Regions from separate parts of the Mus musculus genome. Here all the other regions are linked to region 1. A link is a contact called in public Hi-C and HiChIP or PLAC-seq data. All regions are on one chromosome and are shown on one strand. The core of a region is the stretch at or near the end of the contact, and the rest is flanking DNA. Distances in the headings are between cores, read along the strand shown. Region 1 has its middle 110 kb from the start of Gm46401. Region 2 has its middle 89 kb from the start of Gm40659. Region 3 has its middle 10 kb from the start of Gm40660.

Evidence for each region. A called contact is a pair of places that touch in the nucleus more often than the background predicts. HiChIP or PLAC-seq counts read pairs in DNA pulled down with a chosen protein or histone mark.
Region 2: an H3K27ac HiChIP or PLAC-seq map of embryonic fibroblasts shows a contact between it and region 1, with 3 times the contacts expected there. The contact joins two enhancer-like sites. A contact is called at or near these places in 1 of 484 Hi-C or Micro-C datasets (nephron progenitors) and 1 of 115 datasets of contacts at active chromatin or transcription factors (embryonic fibroblasts).
Region 3: a contact with region 1 is called in a Hi-C map of epidermal suprabasal cells, with 4 times the contacts expected there. The contact joins two enhancer-like sites. A contact is called at or near these places in 2 of 484 Hi-C or Micro-C datasets (epidermal suprabasal cells and uterus).

Annotation. Positions count from the first base shown.
Region 1 is chr13:6,027,519-6,031,714 of GRCm38.p6, reverse strand. No RefSeq gene overlaps it. Among named protein-coding and RNA genes, the nearest start is that of Gm46401, 110 kb to the right of the region's middle. Within about 2 kb of position 2,089, at least 67 of the 459 cell types and tissues checked have an H3K27ac peak or open chromatin away from gene starts, as enhancers often do. A contact at or near this core is called in embryonic fibroblasts and epidermal suprabasal cells, where this site is marked.
Region 2 is chr13:5,345,875-5,350,070 of GRCm38.p6, reverse strand. No RefSeq gene overlaps it. Among named protein-coding and RNA genes, the nearest start is that of Gm40659, 89 kb to the right of the region's middle. Within about 2 kb of position 1,965, at least 80 of the 459 cell types and tissues checked have an H3K27ac peak or open chromatin away from gene starts, as enhancers often do. A contact at or near this core is called in embryonic fibroblasts, where this site is marked.
Region 3 is chr13:5,443,050-5,447,245 of GRCm38.p6, reverse strand. No RefSeq gene overlaps it. Among named protein-coding and RNA genes, the nearest start is that of Gm40660, 10 kb to the left of the region's middle. Within about 2 kb of position 2,200, at least 40 of the 459 cell types and tissues checked have an H3K27ac peak or open chromatin away from gene starts, as enhancers often do. A contact at or near this core is called in epidermal suprabasal cells, where this site is marked.

The DNA.
Region 1 (4,196 bases), core at 840-3,339:
GGTGTAGATATATTAGGAAACTTTAAGCTAGAGACATACATTTCAACATACGAGTTATAAAGAAAATAGGGTAAAGCTGTAAAAGAGAGTGCAAAAACCATTTGGTCATAATTCTTATAATGACATTTTCTCCAGTCTTCTACCCAGTGTTGATGAAGGTCTGTGAATAAGTTGATTTGGAATACATCCTCAAAATAGTGAGGGGATATTTTCAAATGTTTTGTCCAACTTTTCCCAAATTTTCATCCAAGGAGTGATGTCAAGTCTCAGAGTCTTCCTGGATCCTTTGAAAAAATGGCATTCCTGGTTCCTGTTCTTGAGATTCTCTATTGTTCTTAGAAACAAATTTTCTCAAGAGAGCATGATACATAGCCCAAAGAACTGTAGTTCTACACACACACACACACACACACACACACACACACTTAAATCTAATATGATAGTAGAGGTTTCAACTTCTTCTGGGCTCATGTTCTTCACAGATAACTACAAGAGCTACTATCTGATGCATCACTATGTTCTACTCCATAGTCTCTCAAGGTGGCCATCTTCACTGTATCATGGAACACAGTGACACCACTCCCGTCCTGTTGGATTTTTCAGAGTAGTTATGGCACTTGACTTCTATGTAACAAACTCATTTTCTAGTCTCTGTAAACTCTCAGTTCAGGTGGGGAGGTAAAATTTATCAGCTCATTACTTGAACCATGCAAAGCCTCATTTTAGTTTATTGCAACCTTTATAGTGGTTGTTGAGTGACCTTAGGAAACAATTGACAATTGCAGAACTGGTTGATATCAGCATATCTGTGAACAATGGTGCTATTGATAACTATTAGAAATCAATAATTATTTCATAAAATATATTATAAAATAATATATTGAATTAAATGATCTTATGGGACAGGTACTTTGAAAATGTAAATTAGTGATTAAATTCATATAACTTCTTAGTACTAACAAAGTACATCAAGAGCTTCTTGAAACAAAGTGCATTTGTGAAGGATTACAGCATATCATGAATAAATTATCTAAAATTGGTGTTTGTCTGTCCTTTCTGGTGGGAACTCAGGGACCACTTTACAATAGGAATTATTGTAAGTTCGAGCTAGTCAATTGTCTAAGTTAACAAACATCCATACTATATTTATTTTGGGACCTTTGAAGGCCACATTGTAGGTGTAACCAGAAGTTCTGCAATATTTGTCTTTCTGCTTCGCAGTAAGGAAGCCTCTGGTTTGTAAGAAGCTGCATAGCTACCCCGATAAAGAGCACATTCACCAGTTCCCTATAGCCAGGTTTACACAGATGACTAAGTCCCACCTACTGGGTGGGTAGGAGTAAAATTACAGCTTCCAAAAAACTTCCTTAAATGGAAGAGACACCCTCTCCTTGCCCTCCCTCCTCCCAAATGGTGGAATAGGAGTGATGACAGAGGCTCATGGAATCTCCTTGACCTTATGGAAACCACATGTCAGGAGTCCAGAGAACTGCAGGACTGTAACAGACACTCATACCAATCTTGCAGTGATCAACCAGACCTTACTTTATGGTTGGCTGTTACTCTGAGGTTTTCTATTTTCTACTTTGGCATTCCAGGTAGTTGGAAGTTAATCTGATAACACAGCCTGTGATTGTCTAGGGAGAAGGAAGACAGGAGGGAAAAATATCGGAGGGAAAAGAAAAGAAAGAGAGAATGAGAAAGAAGAGGAGGAGGGGACAAAGGAGGAAAGGGTGGAAAGGAGAAAAGAAGGAGGAAGAGGATCAGCAGAGTAAGTAGGAAACAGAAAGAGGAAGAGAAAGAGAATGAGGAAGGAGGAAGGAGAGAAGTGGAAGGAACTGAATCGGAGATTAAAATAAATAAACAAAGCCAGCAGCCATTTCTCTCTTTATCCCTTAATGGCCAATATTAAAGAAGAGTTGGTGGGGTGCGATCCAGATGTTGAGCTCGATGACTGGCAGAAAGGGGCCACCCCTGTGTCACAACCTCCATCTGCAGACAATTAATAGCTGGCTGAAACAGGTAACCAAAGGCAGCTGCTTTGGAAAAGGCAGAGGCGAATTGCTTCCACAGTTGATGTCATAACCTAGCCGGCTGCTGAAGAGCAACACCGAGGATGGAAACTCTGACGGACTGGATGGACAGTGCCTCATGGATACCAAATGTTATTGTACATTATTACTCATTGGAATGGTTTGTGGCAAAGACAAATTCTTAGAAGCAACTGGCCATATAGTCTTGTAGTCTAATAACATATGTGTCAGCCAACAGACATATGCCTTAACAGCTTTTAATTATTTCTACTGTTTGCTTACTTCTTTGCATTAAACATGACTTTAGTCTTTTACATATTCATCTGAAATCTCCATTCTCTTACCTTGGTTATCACTTCTCTGTTAATTGCTGCCAAGTCTGTGGGGAAATTTTTTTTTGCAAAAACAATCAGCCTTTCTTCAGGCCGAACAGCTCCATTTACCTTGAACTTTTTTTTTTTTTCTCTTCTATTCATAGTTTCTGCAGATCTCTTTCCTGGCAAGAGCGAAGTTTCGACTGCTTCTGCACCAACTTGTCAGTTAACTCTATAGCTCAAGTGTAACCCTGTTTTACAATGATTGCCCTGGCAGCTTGGCAGTTTCACTCACAGGTGTGTCTCAAGGGCAAAGTCATCCCTGGTGTTCTAGGTTTAACCCTGTTAATCCTATATAAGATTATGCAAAGGGGTTGTGCTGGGCGTGCTATTGCTCTTGCTTGGATTTAATACAAATAGCCTGCCATTGAAGAGGAACAAAGGGATTTTTGATGTGGCTCATCATTGATCCTCATTGGGATAAGGCAAGGCACAAACTCTGAAGCTACTCTAAGTACAAACATTTTCTCCCTCCCCTTTCCTGCTCTCTTCTCTCTCTCACCACTTCTACTGTGTGTGTGTGTGTGTGTGTGTGTGTGTGTGTGTGTGTGTGTGTGTTTGCAAGGGTGTGAGCATTAAGTGTAGAGCCAAAGGTTGGCAGTAGATATATTCCCCGAGTGTTCTTTGCCTTGAGGTCTCTAACTGACCCTGAATCTCACTGCCTCAGCTGGACTGAGTGGTCAGCTAGCTCCAGCAATTGTCCTGTGTCTGCTGCACTCTAACACCGTCATTACTGAAACATGGCACCATGCCCAATCTTTCATATGGGTGCTGGGGTATCTGTACGAATGCCCTCATATCTGTGTGATGTGACAGGCACATTTCCAGCTGAAGCCTTTCCCCATCTCTGGAAATGTCTCTACTTGATACTCCCCATGAAGCAAAGAGACTTAAACAGGGAAGGAAAAACAATCTTAGATAATAATTTGACTGAAACTCTCAGGCGTACCTTACAACGTGTTCTTTGTATGTTCTCATCAATCATGGATATGTCATTACCCTTGGAAATTAATAGCATGGGTTCCATTCACTCTTAGACTAATCCTGTGACAAAACTGTTATGACTCATTAAAAAAATTAAAACCCCATGCACAACCCAAAATACCCATAAATAATTTAGAATAATCATGTGATGGACAATGCAGACATATGGAGAATCATGTACTTTTTATAAGATAGGCTCAGGAATGCACCAAAAGCCAAGATGATGGACGATTCAGGCTCCTTTGAGAGCTCTGTGCTTTGTGACTCCAGCAAGAATGGCAGGCAAGCTGCCAACTAGACAAGGAGTTAGCAATCAGTCGTATATTCTTTGAAGTGTGTCAAATGCTGCTTCCCACCCAGGCACATCTTTTTCCACCTGGTGAGTGGATGTCTTATTTCCATCTCCTTTCTGCAAACAACTCAGCAATTCTGAGCCCCAACACAGGATGCTTGACCACATTCATCCACATCCATCCACACCTGCTTTCCCTCTGCCCAAATCCCTCAACTCTGCCTAGCTTCCGTCTTTCTCATGTCTCTTATCCACGAGAGCACAGTGATCTTGCACTGGGCTCTGAGTCAGAAGATTCCCATCCAATGGTGGACTGCCAGCCTAAAGTTCAAATGCTCCGTGTTTGATTTCAGCTGGATAATATTTTTGTTTTAGGATTATCATGTGCCATTTATTAACTAGTTCTCTCTTACCCAGTTTCAGTTAGATATGCATTGTGTATTAACTAGTTGCATTTGGCAGCCTCAGCCCATCTCTGATCTTCGTCTCTGCTATTTCAGTGTCGAGTCATTT
Region 2 (4,196 bases), core at 716-3,215, 680 kb after region 1:
CATGTAATAAGAACACATGCTCCACTTTGTTCATAGCAGCCTTATTTATAATAGCCAGAAGCTGGAAAGAACCTAGATGTCCTTCAACAGAGGAATGGATACAGAAAATGTGGTACATTTATACAATGGAGTACCACGCAGCTATTAAAAACAATGAATTTATATAAAATGGATGGATCTGGAGGATATAATCCTGAGTGAGGTAACCCAATCACAGAAGAACACACATGATATGCACTCACTGATAAGTGAATATTAGCCTAGAAATGCAGACTATCCAAGATACAATTTGCAAAACACATGAAACTCAAGAAGAAGGAAAACCAAAGTATGGATACTTCAGTCCTTCTTAAAAGGGGGAATAAAATACCCATGGAAGGAGTTACAGAGACAAAGTTCAGAGCAGAAACGGAAGGAATGGCCATCTAGAGACTGTCCCAGTTGGGGATCCATCCCATAAACAACCACCAAACCCAGACACTATTGCATATGCCAACAAGTTTTTGCTGACAGGAGCCTGATATAGCTGTCTCGTGTAAGTCTATGCCAGTGCCTGGCAAATAAAGAAGTGAACGCTCACAGTCAGCTATTGGACGGCGCACAGGGTCCCCAATGAAGGAGCTAGAGAAAGTACCCAAGGAGCTGAAGGGATTTGCAACCCCATAGGTGGAACAACAATATGAACTAACCACTAACCCCAGAGCTCCCTGGGACTAAACCACCAAAGAAATCACATGGTGGGACTCGTGTCTCTAGCTGCATATGTAGCAGAGGATGGCCTAGTTGGTCATCAAAGGGAGGAAAGGCCCTTGGTCCTGTGAAGGTTCTATGCCCCAGTATAGGGGAATACCTGGGCCAGGAAGTGGGAGTGGATGGGTTGGGGAGCAGGGGGAGGGGGAGGGTATGGGGATTTTTTTTGAGGGGATAACTAGAAAGGGGGATAAAATTTGAAATGTAAACAAAGAAAATATCTAATAAAAAATAAAGCTATACACTATAAAAATTTAAATTGATATATGATGTCACAGCTAGCTTATACATGTTAATATGCATCCAACTGAGAGAATGAACTACTAAAATGTCTCAGGTAAACAGAATTGACACAGTTCAGAAAAGCGTTTTGCTGGATTTGTTAAGTCCCCTTTGACTAGACATGTAATTTGTGGGAGGATGACTATTTGAAATGTATGTTCATATCTACAACTATTTTTCTGTATTAATGGAAAGATATATTTTTATTTAAACTGTGAATTAAAAAATGATAAAACACAAATATAAATGTATGTATATTTATTTATTTATAATGGTAAAATTTAGGAGTATTTAAGCAGAACTAAGCTACTGAAGACACATTTTAAAAGATCAAAGCTCTGCAAATAAACACACATGATAGCCCACACATGTGTCTTCTTTCAAAGTGAGTCTGGAAGCCAAAAACACTTTTGTAACTGTAAGATCAAATATATTTCTTGCACCAAAACTCATTCTGAAAATTGTATGTTGGTTATAAAAACAACCTGTTATAGAGAAGCAAACTCAGGAGGAGCAACTGCCTTGATATTTTAAAGGTGAACTTATGACAGCCAAAACCTGGAGCAGGAAGATTAAAATGCCTTTAATTTGATCATTCTTTGCCTGCAAAATGCCACAGACATTATTGGTTTTGAAAGCTCCGGAAATATGTCCTGATGCTTTCAAGCGTCTCATCCTTCTCAGTATACTGAGTATTTCTCGTCCCTTCTTTCCGATGCCCAGCTCCACCAATGTCAATAAAGCACACTGTCTGCTTTAGTCTGGGAACCATTCACTCTCTGCACTGTCTTCTGCACTCTGGCCGAGATAATGCATCTGGGTCTCCTTAGTGATATTCTGAACACATTTTTGCTCTCTTCCACCCAGAGCACATACTTCTGGTGGAATTCCTGTTGTGTGGGAGGCCAGCTAAACTGCATTCACACACTGGCACTCCCAGATGTGTCCTTGCTGGATTTATTCCAGTCCCTCTGTCTCAGCAGCCAGACATGTGTTGCTTAAGTCTGATCTTCAGTATCTGAGCCTGACAACCACAGGAGCCTTTGTGCTGTTTATTTATTTGATGGCTGTCTGTCTCTCTCTCCCTTTCTCTCCCTCTCTCTGTCTCTCTCTCTCTACCTGAGTGCGTGTTTCCTTCTTTTATATGTTCTTGATTCCTTCTTTTCTATTAAAATTTTAAAAATGTTTGTTTCCAGGACAAAAAAAGTAAGACTTTTAATGGCAGCCAGGAGATGAGATGAGATGGTGTTTGGGTGTTTGTTTTAGTTACAGGAAGGTCACTACAATTACAACTGCAGGCAGACACCTGCACCATCTGTTTTTGTCAATAAGCCTTTCAAAAGAACACAACACACAGTCATTTCCCATCAGGATGTGTTCTTTCAGACCTGTGAAGAACATTGGCTCACCTGGAACATGACTATTTCTTGAAAGATTTTTTTTTGCTATATTATATGATGGTAAGAATTGGTTGTTAAATGTGAGAGTGGGTGGGTAGGGGAGCAGGACAGGGGGAGGGTATAGGGAACTTTTGGGATAGCATTTGAATTGTAAATAAAGAAAATAGCTAATAAAAAAGGGGGAAATGAGATATATAAAAAAAGAGTTGGTTGTTTGTGAGGAAAAAAGAAATCTTGTCTCAAGTTAAAAGCTTGAATCCCTACTCTGTCTCTCTGTCTGTTCCCGAGTCTGTGTCTGAGTGTGTGTCTGTGCCTGTGCCTGTGTCTGTGTCTGTGTCTGTGTCTGTGTCTCTGTGTCTGTGTCTGTGTCTGTGTCTGTGTCTGTGTCTGTGTCTGTGCCTGTGCCTGTGCCTGTGCCTGTGCCTGTGCCTGTGCCTGTGCCTGTGCCTGCCTGTGCCTGTGCCTGTGCCTGTGCCTGTGCCTGCCTGTGCCTGTGCCTGTGCCTGTGCCTGTCTCTGTCTCTGTCTCTGTCTGTCTCTGTCTCTCTGCCTCTCTCTGTCTCTCTGCCTCTCTGTCTCTCTGTCTCTCTGTCTCTGTCTGTCTCTCTCTCTCTGTCTCTCTCTCTCTGTCTCTGTCTCTGTATATTAGTGATGACTGGGGAAATGGGACAGGAGTTTTGGAGAGCAATCACAGCCATCTAGCCATCACTGTTCAGGCTGATGATTTGAATACCTGAGAGAGACACGAAATGATTAACACATAATACTATAGACGGTAATGGGTATACCACTTCCTGGAAAAGACATCATTCATAGGAAGTGACCACAAGTCTTTGTCAACTGATTCCCATCCCTGGAAATATCCAGTGAGTGAAGTTCCAAAGCCTTCAGAGTTTGGTCAGGCATGACAACTCTTTATTTGTTGCTCTTAACTCTTGTGATGGACACAAAATCCAAACAATAGATGTCTGTATGCATTAGATATTTTTGTTCACATGTGATGTAAACACTACCTTTATCATTTTAAATAAGGGAAATTAAGACTACAGCTTAGCAAGAAAAGACAATACCTTATCTAGCCTCCTGAAAGTTCAACAGTTTCATTACCATATCCCACTGTATCATAGCTATTAAAAAAAAAAACAAACAGAAAATACAGGCTTTTAATATTGTGGATAGGATTGTGAAATCACAAACACCCCAGTATGTGATGAGTGCTGTGTGTAACAAAGAGGCGCAGCCGCATTTCTTCACTTTCCATCCTCAGAACAGTCTTAAATTTTAGCCTTCTCTAGAAGGATCTCCCTGATCTTGGAAGAACAAATATTCTCCTGGATTAATTATCTCGGAGGAAACAGTTTTCCAAAGGGAGCCTATCATGGATTGATTTTCTATGTTAATGAGTTATTTATTTTCTCATATATTTCTAAGTCATCTCCGTAAACATCGCTTAGTTTGAAGAAATGAGGAGTTTTTGTTTATTGTAGAAAAGCACATTTTTAAATTACATGCATTTTTTCCCTTTTTGGGTGAGGCAAGAAGGAAAGAAGGAAAACCATAACTTGTTTACTGCAAAACAGAATGTTCGGTTAACTGCCCAAATCAGAACTTTCCCGTACTGACTTAGGAATGAGGGCTGATCAGTAATCTTCACCAAGTTCGGAGGGTTAGAGGTGACTCAGGCTCCATGAATGTGTTCTGGTCTTATTTAAAGAAAGGCCCCTGAGTCATGTGGAGTTGTGTCAAAATGTGTGGTATGTCATGT
Region 3 (4,196 bases), core at 951-3,450, 580 kb after region 1:
TGATTAAGAAATGAAACAGGGAATTGCTTGACAATTCTGCATCTTTATACCCCATGCATTCCTTTTTAGCACAGAGCAAACACAATGGGAAGGAGAGAGGCATGTGCTGAAGGTGAAGGTTCTCAGTATCAAAGAATTCTATTTTCTCCCACTCTTGCCATGCTCTGCTTGACCAGGGGTAGAGGATTTAAAAGATATGTTCAGAAATCTAACCTGTACAGAGTTGAAAGTACCCGTATTGAAGAGTTAGTTATAACACTGAAACAATAGAGTACAGGCAACCACTCTGGAAATCAGTCTGGCGGTTCCTCAGAAAATTGGACATAGTACTACCGGAGGATCCAGCAATACCTCTCCTGGGCATATATCCAGAAGATGCCCCAACTGGTAAGAAGGACACATGCTCCACTATGTTCATAGCAGCCTTATTTATAATAGCCAGAAGCTGGAAAGAACCTAGATGCCCCTCAACAGAGGAATGGATACAGAAAATGTGGTACATCTACACAATGGAGTACTACTCAGCTATTAAAAAGAATGAATTTATGAAATTCCTAGCCAAATGAATGGACCTGGAGGGCATCATCCTGAGTGAGGTAACACATTCACAAAGAAACTCACACAATATGTACTCACTGATAAGTGGATATTAGCCCCAAACCTAGGATACCCAAGATATAAGATATAATTTGCTAAACACATGAAACTCAAGAAGAATGAAGACTGAAGTGTGGACATTATGCCCCTCCTTAGATTTGGGAACAAAACACCCATGGAAGGAGTTACAGAGACAAAGTTTGGAGCTGAGATGAAAGGATGGACCATCTAGAGACTGCCATATCCAGGGATCCACCCCATAATCAGCATCCAAACGCTGACACCATTGCATACACTAGCAAGATTTTATTGAAAGGACCCAGATGTAGCTGTCTCTTGTGAGACTATGCCGGGGCCTAGCAAACACAGAAGTGGATGCTCACAGTCAGCAAATGGATGGATCATAGGGCTCCCAATGGAGGAGCTAGAGAAAGTAGCCAAGGAGCTAAAGGGATCTGCAACCCTATAGGTGGAACAACATTATGAACTAACCAGTACCCCGGAGCTCTTGACTCTAGCTGCATATATATCAAAAGATGGCCTAGTCGGCCATCACTGGAAAGAGAGGCCCATTGGACTTGCAAACTTTATATGCCCCAGTACAGGGGAACACCAGGGCCAAAAAGGGGGAGTGGGTGGGCAGGGGAGTGGGGGTGGGTGGATATGGGGGACTTTTGGTATAGCATTGGAAATGTAAATGAGCTAAATACCTAATTAAAAAAAATTAAAAAAAAAAACAAAAAAAACAATAGAGTACAGGTAATGCTAAATTATGTTGAGGGTTCAACAAGTAGAAGCTGCTGTTAATTTGATGATTAGATGATTATTAAATAGATTGACTACTGGTAGCTGTGGAACAGGCATTTGTTCTGAGGCACATCTGATGTGGTCCTTTGGGACTTTTGTCATTTTTCAAATATATTCCTAAGTGGTCAGGTTCTCAACATGGAAACGTGAACATTGGGGATCGTTACCAGCATTTTTCGTGGGCTTGCACACAGGTATGTCTATCAGCTCTGGAAGAAAAAAGTCTAGTAAAAGAAACAGAGGATTGATTCCTTGATAACTCATTGCAGGGCTAGCAGAGTCTCGCCTAAAGAATGTTGTAAGCACTCACTAGGCAGCAAAACATAGCTATCTCATAAACAAATTTGTTTTTAATTCCAGTGCTTGTTCTGTGGTATTTTTCACAGCTTGATTTTAAGCTATTTTATGTTCCTTGACTTGGGCAAGCCACTAAACCAGACTGGTCTAGCTTGCTTCATAACGTGCTTTGTAACTTGTTTTGCAGGCTCCTAAATACATATCATTTCTGAATATTCACAGAGAGAAATTTCAAGTTTTACTGGGCATACTCAGAAGAAAAAATGATAAGAATCTGTCTTGTGTGTAGCAAGATCTCAGCAAAGTGACAAATGTCCCATGGCTGTAATTCAGTCAAAGGTCCTTGGCAAGGGGTGACTTGGGTCTGGCTGGCACATCACATTTTAGTGTCTTAGCGGGTGAGGCAGAGCTTTTACAAGTGTGACCGGACTTTTACTAAAGGAAAGGCTTTACTCAAGGAAAGTTATTCAGGGAAACCTTTTACTTCTTCTTTTCATTCCAGAAACTGGAAGAGTGCTAGGGTGTGGTGTTGACTCAGTCAGTTGCAGAGTTGAGTGTGTTAATGACTAAGTCCAAGTCTAAGCTCAACAGGTCCTGACATGCATTGAGATGGAAATAAAAGCTTTATTTACAATTAGTCTCTGAATAACAATTTCAATGAGTGCCTTCTTTAATTCCCAAGACTGTGGGAATCGGTACTGAAAGCACTATTGCATCTGGGGGAAAGAGGAAAAGTGAAGTAAAGCCAAACCAAAATGGAGGCGTTCCTTTTATGCCATCCTTCTGTGCCTAGAGAAGGACATCTGAACAATGCCCACTTCTCTCTGTATTTCTGCATTATCCTATAGGACTCCTATTTTATTTTGCTTTGTTGTGATTATTATTGCTAAAATATGTTTCTATTCCAATTTAAATATTAACTAGAAATTGAATTTTTAGAAATATATTCTACTCTTATCTTACTCCAAAGGCTTGAAGGTACTTTCTATTGGTCCATGACTTCTTAAAATTCTTTGAGTCTCCACCGTGGCATCATCTCTTGCACTGTGGCTCAGAACACAAGCCAATTCTGAGATCTCCTTTCACGGGAAGCGAGGAAACCCTAACATGAGTGGCCTTCTAGGAAAAGAGCCTGGGCTTTCCCAAAGCTTTCTGTTTCTTCCCCAGAAATTGTATCACTTATAATTTTTCCAGACATCTCATTAGTGAAATGAGTCTGATATATGAAGATTCAGGATGCTGTTTTCCACAACATATAGCCTGCTACACTGGATATACTGGGTAGAACATCTCATGTGTTAGGATCTAAGTTTCACTGTGTCCTGACCACAGATTGTAATCTGAGAATTAGGGTGAAGTTGCAACTTATAAAGACAGAATGAACCTTGGTGAAAGCAAACTATATTTTCAGAGGGGCTTAGGATCCTCATATTTCTCACTGGGATAAAAATAACACTTATTTCCTGTGTCCTTGTTCTGATTAGAACAGCAGAGAGAATGTAAGAGAAAACCTTCCTCCAGATGTGACATCTAATGTTCTTGTTAGTTTATCTTGTACATAGTTGAGTCACTTCATCTCCAGGGTTTGGATGCTGATGGTCTACTTGAGATTTACCTCTCAGTACTATGTGAAAGCTATTGAATATAGTACTCACTGTCAAGGGCATTGCAAACCTGTAGATCATGATCTTGATTTCTAGCTCTGCTATTTCTCCTGTGATTTCAAGAATATGGCATAACTTCTCTAAGCCCTCTTTCTATGTTCTAAAACAGATTCTATTATAATTCTTAATTTTTTGAGGAAGTGAAAAACACTTTAAAGAAAAACAGCAATGTATTTCAAGTTCCTCTTCAATGATTTTAGAAGCAAATATTCCATTTCCTTGCTCCAGAAAAGCTTCCATTTCATGTATACCTGCCCCTGTATTCAATCTTGCTTGCTTATTAAACAGAAATGAGACTTCGTTCACTAGCAAGTCCATTTTCTCTTGTGCCCCTGTGTCTCATGTCTTTTGTTTTTCCCCTGGGTGTGGTCTTTCAAACTGACATTCTCAACTAACCATGGATTCTTCCAGACAGAGATCATATCTCAGCAGCTTGTAAATGCTGAACAAACATCAAACTCTCTTTTGACTCATAGCCTCTGTTGTCCTGTCCACCCTTTTTCTCATTTCTAGTTCACATACAAGTTCCTTGAAATGTCTAAAAAGTTTCTCCCCAACTCCCTATCTCCTCTTCATTTTCTTCTTGTAGTTAACAATTGTGTGTTTTTTTTTGGATTATTTTTGTTATTTTTACTCTGAGGGGTGAGGATCTTTGGCCTATATTTTCCAAGGTCTCTCTTTCTGCTTCATCCCCAAACCTTCTCCAAGGATCTCATAATTCTACTCTGAGTACACTATATGCCACTGAAGTAGATCTCTCTTGGGGTTAATAGACACCACTACACTGCATTCATTGCCTATATAGCCACTGCTCACTGTTCGATCTCCCTC